Regions from separate parts of the Sus scrofa genome. Here regions 1 and 2 are each linked to region 3. Evidence: chromatin contacts called from public HiChIP or PLAC-seq data. All regions are on one chromosome and are shown on one strand. The core of a region is the stretch at or near the end of the contact, and the rest is flanking DNA. Distances in the headings are between cores, read along the strand shown.

What was found. HiChIP or PLAC-seq counts read pairs in DNA pulled down with a chosen protein or histone mark.
Region 1: an H3K27ac HiChIP or PLAC-seq map of alveolar macrophages shows a contact between it and region 3. The contact joins the promoter of RPLP2 here to the promoter of PHRF1 in region 3. A contact is called at or near these places in 1 of 5 promoter capture datasets (liver) and 1 of 2 datasets of contacts at active chromatin or transcription factors (alveolar macrophages).
Region 2: a contact with region 3 is called in an H3K27ac HiChIP or PLAC-seq map of alveolar macrophages. The contact joins the promoter of PGGHG here to the promoter of PHRF1 in region 3. A contact is called at or near these places in 1 of 5 promoter capture datasets (fetal skeletal muscle) and 1 of 2 datasets of contacts at active chromatin or transcription factors (alveolar macrophages).

Annotation. Positions count from the first base shown.
Region 1 is chr2:506,034-509,798 of Sscrofa11.1, reverse strand. RPLP2 (ribosomal protein lateral stalk subunit P2) reads right to left here and starts at 1,908. Exons shown (of 5, transcript NM_001244866.1): 1 at 1,848-1,908; 2 at 1,531-1,654; 3 at 828-876; 4 at 204-302; 5 at 1-94. The coding sequence starts at 1,653. The coding sequence ends at 18.
Region 2 is chr2:97,383-101,048 of Sscrofa11.1, reverse strand. It overlaps PGGHG (protein-glucosylgalactosylhydroxylysine glucosidase), which reads right to left and starts at 1,795. Exons shown (of 15, transcript XM_005655041.3): 1 at 1,656-1,795; 2 at 1,507-1,566; 3 at 957-1,240; 4 at 435-645; 5 at 1-360. The coding sequence starts at 1,215. It overlaps NLRP6 (NACHT, LRR and PYD domains-containing protein 6), which reads right to left. Exons shown (of 9, transcript XM_021082529.1): 9 at 3,608-3,666.
Region 3 is chr2:338,681-342,239 of Sscrofa11.1, reverse strand. It overlaps PHRF1 (PHD and RING finger domain-containing protein 1), which reads right to left and starts at 1,704. Exons shown (of 19, transcript XM_005652789.3): 1 at 1,591-1,704; 2 at 901-1,023.

The sequences.
Region 1 (3,765 bases), core at 659-3,158, 170 kb before region 3:
TTGCAGGGAGCAGGACTCTAGTCAAACAAGCCGAAGCCCATGTCGTCGTCTGACTCCTCCGACTCCTCCTTCTTCTCTTCTTTCTTCTCCTCTGCTGTGGGGACGAAGAGCCCAGGGAGTGAGGCCCTCCCTGTGGTGCAGGCCACACCCCCACCAGAGACCCTGGCTCACGTGCAGCCTCAGCTGCCTGAGCCTCCACTTACCTGCAGCTGGGGCAGAACCTGCAGCAGGAGCTGCAGACCCTGGGGCAGCGGCGACAGCCACAGCCCCGCCAGAAGGTACGCTGGCCAGCTTGCCAATGCCTACGGAAACCAGAAAGGGCAAGTGAGAGCGGGGCAGCAGGTCCACAGTGCCCACCCTGGAGCTAAGGTGGACGACACCTTTATGACCAGGCAGATGGTCCACTGCTCCAGGGTCCAGATGCTCACCCCCAGCACTGAGCTCAGGGACAAGGCCATCTGCTGAGCTGGCTTCGCCCTGTCAGGTATCCAGAACAGGAACAGCTCCCCACCAGCTCCAGCCTGATGTCCCTATAAACCACATGCCTGGAAGAAGGCAGGGGCCTGTGATCACCCCCGGCACCCCCCATCTCCCAACGCCTCCCACCCAGGGAGAATGGGGAAGCTTGTTTACAGGGGCCCAGTGAGAACGAGCCCCCCTCTGCAGGGTGTCTAGAAGCGCCCAGGCATGAGCCACCAAACCCTGCTCACTCCTCTGGGTTAAGGCTTCTAGGGTGCTCTGGTCCACAAGCGAAACCTGGCAGGCACCAGGCTGGCCAGCAGGGATTAGGATGGACCGTGAAAACCGAAGCCTGGATGCAGCCTCACCCTGGGCAATGACGTCCTCGATGTTCTTCCCGTTCAACTCACTGATGACCTAGAGGAGATGACACCAAGGTTACCAGGAGCCCACAGTCGCACCCCCGCCAGCACCACCTACCCGCTCGACAGGCAACACACATGCTGCACATGGGAGCCTGCGCTGGCGGCCTCAAGCTTACTGCCGTGCAGGACCCGTGACCACAGAGACCTAGCCCCCGCTCTGTGAGATTCAGAGAATCTCCTGCACAGCTACAAAGACCGAGTCTGTCCCTTCCTTTGCCAATACAGATGTCCTCTCGACACACAGCAAGAAAGGTAACTTCAACTGCTAAAAGAAACGACACAGCGAAACTAGTGCTCCCTACGTGTCAAGAACTGGGTGAAACCAAAGAAAACTTAAGAAAGACTTAGCCACTTTCACTTAGAAAACAAAGCAAAACAAAAAAGCCGGACAGGAGCTTCAGTCATCTGGCCTCGGACCCCCACTGAACCGTGCTACCCGAGACGCTACTTCACCGAACCCTTGCTTCTCTCGGGCCGTAAAAATTCGCCCAAAGGACCCCAAAACCACACGGGCTGGCAGAGGCCTCCTAAAAACCGCGGGCACGTCAAACTACACTTTCCCAAGAAGAGCGAGTCGGGTAGCAGGAAGCCCGGTTGTTTGAACACACAGGCGGCTGGGAGCTTCGGGCCCCAGCGTGGCCGCTACCTTGTTGAGCCGATCGTCGTCCGCCTCGATGCCCACGCTGTCCAGGATCTTCTTGATGTCCTTGGCGCTAGGAGAAGTATTGCCCCCGAGGGCGGCCAGCAGGTAGGAAGCGACGTAACGCATCCTGAAGCGCGAGGAGGGTGGCGGCGTTAGCCGGAGGCCTCCCGCCCCTGGCCCGCGCGCGGCCACGCTGACTCGGGCCGGAGACCTCGCCGAGGGCCGGTCCAAGCATTGCGCCGCGCCCCGCCTGACCTCCTCGGCGCTCTCAGCCCCAACCCGGCCCGCGACCCCCACCCGGTCCGCTCGCCCCAACTCACTCGGCGGCGGCAGAAAGGCCTCGCGCGTGCGACCTCGGCGGCGTCAGGGACAGAAAGGAAGACGCCGGCGCGGGGGGCGGGGGTAATCCACTACCCAGAAGCCCCCGGGAACTGCACGCCTCATCCTTTGAGGGCGCCTTCGAATGACGTCACTCGGAGCTCAACCAATGAGGACGCAGGAGGCGCCATTATCCTATCCTGTCCCGCGGTCGCCGCCACAGAGGCCAAGGGCAGTTCCCGGGCCGCCCTCATGTGTATGATGGGGAGGGAGTCTCCCAAATCCCTGGAGGTAGCGAGGAGAATCAGGGCGCAAGCTCGAAGTGCAGTATTTCTCCCTTCAGGGTTCCCAGAATGCCACGCGCCGCCTACATCTCCCAACATGCAGCGCGGCCTCCACGCCGGGACTCTCGGGGGGGGGGGGTAGCCGACGTGGCCAGAGAACTACTAGTCCCGTGGTGCACGGCTACCGGAAGGGCTGGTGGGACGCTGCCTGCGCGGGTCGCACGTGGCGCGGGCGTTGCGCTGCTCGTCTGGCCTGCCCCGCTTCCAGCTTTCCGGTGGCTCCCGGCCCCAGAGACTGGAACTCGCTGTCCGGCAGGGCCCCGTGATGGGACCAAACCGCTGCTCCCTCCAGTGTTATGGCGGGGGCCGCAGGCGAAGCTAGGAGGCCCTGCCACCGCCTCCCGGAGGAGCGGAGCCAGGAGTGCCCCCGCCCTCGTGCCCCTCCCCTGACCTAGCCTTGTTGTCTTGGAACTGAGCTCAGTTCCTCGACGCGGACTTAGCACATTTCACTCAATCATTCCTCCGTGTCAGGGACCTTGCTGCAGGCTGGCGTCAGTCCTGAGAGGGAGCAGGCGCGGCCTTGTTTCCGCGGAATTTAGATTCTAATTTCGCGGACACGCTAAGTAAAGGAGGCAGTCCTAGGCTGAGATAGAACTTGAGGAAGAGGCGGTAACAGGGGGCTGAAGGACGAGAAGAGTCGACGCTGCGAAGATCTGGGGCGAGCATCAGGCCACAGCGCGCGCGGGGGGGGGGGGGAGGTGTCCGATGCAAACGCCCTAAAGGGGTCGGAGATGGGTTCAGAGGCAGCAGCCAGTCCGAGTAGGCTCTGACAAGGAGAACCCTCGAGTGTAACGCATCACACCCGGGTTGTTACTGCGAGTCACACAGTACCCGCATTATATAGACAGGAGATCACTCCCAGAAAGGTTTTCTTGCTCAAGGTCATCCAGCTACGATCTAGCGGGGAAACCATATTGCAATCCCACAGGGAAGTGGTGTGGCGTGATTGTTTTTACTTATTTTTTCTTGGAAAAATAATACATAACAATTAGTGTGTGTTTTTTTTGGCTTTTTTAGGGCCGTACCTCGGGGGCATATGGAGGTTCCCAGGCTAGGGTTCGAACCGGAGCTACATCTGCTGGCCCATGTCACAGCCGCAGCAATGCCAGATCGAGCCACGTCTGCAACCTACACCGCAGTTCACAGCAACGCCGCATCCTTAACCCAATGAGCGAGGCCAGGGATCGAACCCACAACCTCATGGTTCCTAGTTGGATTCGATTCCACTGAGCCACGACGGGAACTCCAAAACTTAGTATTTTAATCATACAATTTGGTAGCACCAGGTACATTCACATTATTTTGCAGTTATCACCACCATCCATTTCCAGAACTTTTTTCTCCTGTCAAACTGAACTTCATAGCCATTAAACAATAATTCCTCATTCCCCTTCCCCAGCCCCTGGCACCCACCCTTTTACTTTTGGTCTCTACATATTTGACTGCCCTAGGGACTTCATGTAAGTGGAATCACACAGTATTTGTCCTTTTGTGTATCGTTTATTCTATTTAGCATAAGGCCCTCAAGGTTTGTCCACATTGTAACAGGTGTCAGGATTTCGTTCCTTTTTAAGGC
Region 2 (3,666 bases), core at 546-3,045, 240 kb after region 3:
CAGACGTACCCTGGGGTCCCCGGCTGAGGCAGGGCGCTGAGCAGGTAGTAGAGAGCACCACGCAGGGCCTGGCGCAGGGGCAGCGGCCCGTCCACATCCAGGCCACAGTCTGCCCAGAGCTGGGCCCAGGCCTGGGCGTGGGTTGTGTAAAGAGTGCCCCTGACCTGCAGCTGCAGGGCCTCGGCGAGGCAGGCCTGGGTCTCGGCCTGGCTGCCAGCTACCACCGTCAGGAACTCCCATGTCCCATTCTCCTCCCCTTCCCCAAGGGTCAAGGCTGGGGGTACTGGTGTCCACAGCATGTGCACCTCCTGCTGGGCACCCCCGGGCTGCTCTGTGGTGAGCGTGTGGCCATACAGGTACCTGCAAGGGCATGGCTGTGTCTCAGGGACCGGCTCCACCTCCCGCCACCCGGCCGCCCCCTGCCCCCTCCTCACCGGGCTCCCTGGAAGTCAGGACCCAGGTGCAGGTCCAGGTCGGGGCTTTCTGGGGAGAAGGCTGACCGCAGCCGCACTGTGATGGGCCAGCTCCTCGCAGCCAGGCGGGTGATGGCCACGCTGAAGGTCAGGACGTGAGGCAGCACGCGGTGGGCACAGATGCGCTGGGAAACCCGGAAGCTGGGGCCCTCCAGGGTGTGCAGAAAGGAGCCTGGGGCAGGACGGAGGGGAGGGCAGGGCCATTCACCCACCCAGCTTGGGGCCGCCGAGGACAGTCCCAAGCTGCCACCTTTTTGAGCTGGGAGTGGAGCCCCAACTGCCGTCCGGGAGCTACAGCCACACAGGAGGCCCCAGGCTCCTGGCCGTTCAGGAGGCCCGCCGGCTAAAGACCTCACAAAGGGGCTGCTCAGGGCCTTCTTTCTTTGGGAGCCGGCCGTCCCGAGTGAGGACGGGGCCCCTGGCGGTTCTCCCACTCACCTGGAGCAGTGGTGGGAGGTGTGGGGCCCGGTAGGCGGGGGCTACCTGTGTTAGTGTCCAGGGCGAAGGTGTTGATCAGCTGCTCTCCTGCCCCTGCAGGGGCCTCCAGCTGGACATTGAGGGGACTGGGCAGAATGGCCCGGTGCGTTTCCCCCGAAGCCCCATTGTACACGCCACTCACATGCAGTGTGTCATGATACACGCGTGTGCCTAAGTAGGCGTTGGTCACGGTGGCCAAGAGGCGGGGGTCACTGGGCAGAGAATGGGCAGTGAATACGGTGGGGTCCCTGCCAGCATCCTCCATGGAACACTTTGCTCAGTGGAGCGGCCTAGAGAAGGGGGAGTCAGAGGGCCCCACAATTGGCTGGGCTGCTCTCTTCTGACAGCCTCTAAACCCCAAAGCCGGCCTTGGAACTTGGCTGATGGCACTCACAGGTGGAGGGAGGGGTGTGGGCCCACTTGGGCAGCCCTGATTTTCCAGGCCTCCTACTCTTAAGCCCCCTCAGGAAACACCCTCACCCTGAGATGCTCGCCGACCGCCCCCCACCCCCAAGTACTGATCTCCAGGGACCGAACGGAGTCCCCAGATTCCCACCTGAGGACCTCAATCCTAACCCTTCCAGCTCTCTCCAGGTGGCGCAGCCACGGCCCTGTCCTGCTGGTGGGAAGAGAGGGGACTTCAGCCCAGGGGACTCGTCCTCAGGAAGCCAGACGGAGTTTGGGGTGGGGGTCTCTGGGGCTCACCGCAGCCTTGTGGGTCCCTGGGCTGCAGCCGGGTCAGCGCCACCCCTCCGCCACTGGAGAGAGAAGTAGCCGAGCGGCCGAGTCAGCCGGAAGGCCCCGCGGTCCCCGTCCAAGGGCCTCGCGGGGCGGGCCTCAGCGCTTCCCCACCCCTGGGGCGGGACAGGATGCAGCCTCCGCCGCCCCGCCTGCAAAGCCGCCCGGTGGGTCACGGACCTGCTGGGCGTGGCTTGGGGGAACCCGCAGGAGGAGCCCAGTGCAAAGGGTGGATCTGAGAGGGCCCTGGGGCTTTCGGCTGAGGTGGCCCCTCTCCCGGCTCCCATTCCTCCCTGGCTCCTGGACGGAGAGGGCAGGCTGGAGACCCCGGTGCCGGAGACCCTCCTGCCTTTCTCAGGGCGGCTTTCTGGCTCTCCCCAGCCTCTTCTCTCAGTCTCTGTCTCCTTCCTTGTCCCCCTGCCCCGTCTGGCCCTTGTCTCTCTAGCCCTGATCTGACCCAGATGACGATGCTGTCTGCTTGTCCAGCCAGATGTGTCCCCCAAACCTGCTCTTCCTGTGGCCTCCTCCAGCACAGGCAATGGTGACTTCACCTGTCCAGCTGCTCAGGTGCCCTGTGTCCCCACACTCACATCCGTCCAGGAGGCCCCCTTCCAGAGCAGGCTGGCTCTCACCATCCCCTCTTAGAGGTCCTCCTGGGTCGGTGCAGTCCTGCTCTGGCCCTCACCGTCCTTGTTAGCAGGGCCACAGCCACCCTGTGAGGGATCAGAGTCTGCTAGGAGCGTGCAGTGGTGCCCATCTCAGCGGCAGGATGAGCCATCCAGGGCTCCCTCCCCCAGCCCACTGCTGCCACCCAGGCTTCCTTGCTGCTTCTGCACTGTTCTAAGTGTGCACTTAGTCAGGGACGGGGTGTGTCCATCTGTTGCAGTCTAACCCCCAGTGTGAAGGTACTTGGAGCTGGGGCCTTTGGGGCATAATTAGCTCAAAAATTGTCAAGAATGGGATTTGTGCCCTTAGAAGAGGCCCGAGAGCTTGCTCTCTTTCCAGCCTGGCTGGACACAGCCAGAAGACAGCCACCCGCAACCAGGAAACACCAAATGGACGGGCATCTCGACCTTGGACTGCCTGTCCTCCAGGACTGTGAGAAACGCACTTCTGTTGTGGACAAGCCACGCAGTCCAGGTTGTAGACGCCCCAGCCGGCAAAGCCACGCCCTGTCACGGCCCTTCCACGGCCTCCACTGCCATTTCTTCAAGGCACCTTGAGACCGCTCCCTCACTTCCGTCCGCCCCACACGCCCCATCCTCACCTGGATGTCCCCAGACTCCTCACGGTCAGAGGAACCCCCGGCTCCACCCCCAGCCCTGCTTCCCTTCCTCCACAGCCCCTGTCTGCCGCCTGGAAGGCACTCGAAGAGGGCAGAAGTTTTATCTGTTTTGTGAATGAATAACTGGATTTGAAAATGGATTGCGGGAGGTCCTTTGTGGTTCAGCAGGCTAAGGGGCTGGCATTGTCCCTGCTGCAGCTCAAGTGGCTGCTTTGGTGCGGGTGTGATCCCTGGCCTGGGAACTTCCACATGCCATGGGTGTGGCCAAAAATAAAAAATAAAAGATAAAAATTAAAAAAAAAGAAAATGGATCATGGCAGGGAAATTGGGAAAGTGAAGGCACTGACTCCCAGGGCCCCTCCCACCCGGGCTGGGATCTCCGGAGCTGCCTGGAGCCAGCAGTGTTGAGCAGAGAAGACTTGAGGATTCAGGGGCTGTCCACTGCTGGCCCTGCCCATCAAGGCCAAGGCTCACCTCGGAGCTTCCTGCAGCCAGGCTCTTCCTCTGAGCCTCAGTTTCCTCACCTGTGAAATGGGGGCTACAACTCCAACCCATTCAGTCGGGTTAAGACGAAAGGAAAGATTCAGACCAGCTGTTAGGATGCCCGGCCAAGCGCAACAGAGACCAACAGAGATGAATCTGGAGAAGAGTTTATTATCAGTGCATGGGGCGCTGCCCACCACCTGCGCCATC
Region 3 (3,559 bases), core at 455-2,954:
ACCCCAAGCCCGTGAGGGTGAGGGGCACCCCTTCCCACAGGATCACAACAGTGACTTCTGGTGGCACCCAGGGAAGGGAAACCAGGTAGCCTCTGAACATAGTGCCCAGAGCCAAGCACCTGTGCAAATAAACACTAAGGAGGAAAGCATAATTTGCGACCCCCAGCACCCCTTCCTCTGTAAAGACTGGGGAGCGGGGCCCCGAGCTGAGGACCTACTGACCCCACCCGCAGCGCCAGCTCAGACAGGCCTGCCCAGACTCACCACCCCCACCTCTGCTCACACGTTCCAGACCAGGGGCCAGGAAGCCCTTTCTGCAGGAAAGCCCCCAGCCCCTCCCGGCTGCTGGCCCCCTTCCACAGTGCTGGTGGTGAGTGCTCTCTGGCTTCCTGCTCAGCCTCCAGATTTGGAGGAATTAGGGGAAAATTCTACATCATAAAGAGCATTGCCCTCTCTTAGCCCCTGCACCAACCATTACTGAGGAACCAAAAGAACTTCTGGTGTGGGAACTGGCAACTGTGCCGGGGCCTGAACCAGAGTGCCCATCACCGTGCCCAGAGCAAGGTGGCCGAGTCCAACATCTCACACCTGGCCAGCTCTCGCTTTCCATTCATCAGCTGCCGCAGAAGCTACAAGACCTCGAAACTGTAAGCTGCAGTGGAAGTCAAAATGCTAGCGCCCACAGGTCCTTGCAGGGCTGAGGTAGACACCAAAAGTCCGGGCTGGGGGCTGCTGAGAGAACTAAAGCCAGGCTGGCCCTGTCAGGACCTATGCCACCAGCCTAGTGCAAGAGGAAGCCAGCTGTTGCCACTCTGACTCAACACTGTTCCTGACAGAAAAAAATACCAACTGGTCCAGGGAGGGAGAGGAGAGGGCGCTAAGCCCCAAGTCAAACCTCACTTCAGCTTCAGTCCCGGTGACCACTGGCCAAAATGTGGCTTGCTGGGCAGACACGACACGACTCTGCTGTCGTAGAAGCAAGAAGTACACAGACTCCAAAGTTGGGAACGACGCAGCACGAGCCTGGTTCAGAGAGGCAGGGGCCAAATCAGGGCCTAGGTTAACACAGTGCCCTGGCTCAACACTCAGCAGCTGTGTGACGCTGGCAAGTTAATCTCCCCGGGCTCCAGTCCATTTATCTACGAAAACAGGGCGGCCCAAACCCACCCCGAGGGGCTCGTGAAGACCACACGGGTTAAGGAACGGGAACCCATCCGTCAGCCACATGGGCCTGTAGAAAAAGAGTCGACAGAAGCAACGATGATGACAAGCTGGAAACGAGTTAGAGAAGGGTCACACTTTGCTCTCAGAGCCCGGAGAGCAACAACGCAGGGGCAAGTGTCACTGGAAGAGGAGGGCTCCCCGCGGCCGGGGGCTGGAAGCCCCGGAAGCCCGCCTGCACGACCGGGGCCTCCCACCCTCAGCACGAGGCCTCCCGCGCCGGCCCGGTCCCCGTCGCCGCCCGCCCGGGGCCAGCGCGGCGCAGGCCTCACCCCGCGGGGCAGGCCGCAGACAAAGCGCGCGGCGCCCAGGGCGGCCCTCCGGCCGGGACGTGGCAGGGGCCCGGGACGCTACGGCCTCCGCACGTACCCAGAACCTCGCGCCCTGCTGACCGCTCCCGGGCGCTCGCCGCCGCCGCTGCCGCCGCCGCCCGACCGAGAGCCACGACTAGGCCTGGCCGCCGCCGCCACCGCCGCCGCCGCCGCCGCCGCCACCGCCGCCGCCGCCGCCGCCGCCGAAGCGCGCTGCTCGACCCGGAAGTGCAAATGCCGGCTTCCGGGACCCTCCCGCCCCGCCCGTTGGCCGGAACCACTGGGACCAGGACGGGGAGGAAAGGTCTGAAGTGGAGGAAGGAGCCGCTCCCTGCGCTCAGGGACCTCAAGGTTTTGGAAATACTGTTTAATGAGTTATCGCCTTCCAGGTACACCAGTTTCCTGGAAGAACGTGTAATGCCTAGTCGCTCGCTAATTGGCTGCTCCTGACGTCCTCCCCGTCGAGGAGCTGGTACAGTCCGACCCTCCGCCCGCCGCCCAGGGCGAATGGGAGCGGCCGCCTGGCACACCTAGGGCCCCGCCCACAGCCCAGGCCCCGCCCACGCAGTGTCCCCGCCCCGCCCACAGCACGGGCCCCGCCCTCACGCCCCGAGCCCCACCCCGAGCCCCCACCCCGGACCTCGAGCGCGAGTCGCGGAGACCACCGCCTAGTTGGCCTGCGGGCGCTCCCTGAACCGGCAGCTGTGCACTTCCTGTTCACGCCAACCAAACTGACGGAGCGTCAGCGCGGGCTCCTCCCGGCGCTGGGCGCAGCGAGGCCGAGCCCCCAGCCCCGCGCCCTGTCCAGTCCAGACACAGTAAACAATGAACGCTGCGAATCACTACACCGCGGGGTGTGTGAGGTGCTGATTCGTGCTGATAAAAAGATAAAGCTGAGCGGAGAGAATCCGGAGCTCAGGAGCCGGGAGGACTGCTGATGGCAGTTAGCTGGGGAGGATGGACCTGGCCAAGACGTGAGGACGGAGAGGGGCAGCCACGGGGAGAGCGCAGAGAAGCTGTCGGCACCCCAGAAGGGAGGCCCCGTGAGGCTGGGCCCTGGCGGGGAGCGGCCAGAGGCTCCGGGGTGCGGGGGTACTGGAGGGTCCTAAACAGGGCGACAGGCGCAGACTTAGAGGATCCCCTGGGCGGCAGCGGGTGAACAGACTGGAGCAGAGCCGGGGGACCAGTCAGGAGGCCACTTCGGGGACCCCCGTGGTGCCGGAGGGGGCGGGGGGTGGCAGCTGTGGGGAGCGATTAGCTTCCGTAAGTTGTGAAGACAGAACCGAAGAGGATTTTCGGAGGGGTTGGATGTGAGATTCCAGCTAAAAAGGGGAAAAAGAAAGTTTCTTGAAGCCAGGGGAAGAAGTACATGAAGAAGAACGCCTGGGGGGATTGAAGTGGGGGTCCCTGGCAGCGCGGGTGGGGGGTGGTAGCGGGCAGCTGAAGGGAGTTTAAGGAGAATGTGAGGAGAGCAGTCAGCCCGAGAGGAGCACCCAGTGGGAGGGAAACAAAAGTGGAAGTAGCTGAGAATGCGCCCACGGGCGAGGGCTGTTCTGTTCCTTTTGCTTATGTGGCCTGGAGAAATAACTAGATCTTATGGGCTCTGGAAGGGACTTTGCAGGAAGGAAGAATGGATGGTGCCAGAGAGTCGAGGGACTCAGAAGAGAACCTTCGTGGGGGGGGGGGATGTCTGGCACAGCACAGTACCCCTTGGGTGTCACCGGAGGGGACACTTGGGCTCTCAGTGTATCAGTGACATGACCTCAGGAGAGATCCTCAAGCCTTCTGTGCCTTAGTGTCTCTGGCTGTAAAGTAGTGATGTTGAGGGCAGGATGGGGGAGCACAGGGACAGCAGTTCAGATGGGGTCTGGCATGGCCAATACCCTGCCCCCCCCCACTTCTGCATGGTCTTGGCATGTGCTGGCCCCTCTACACTGCCAGAGCCCACTGGATAGGAGGAGAGTGCCCTATAGAGGGTCCCAAATGGGGGAGGGGTGGGAGTACCTGCTGAAGCTCCTGGGAAGGGG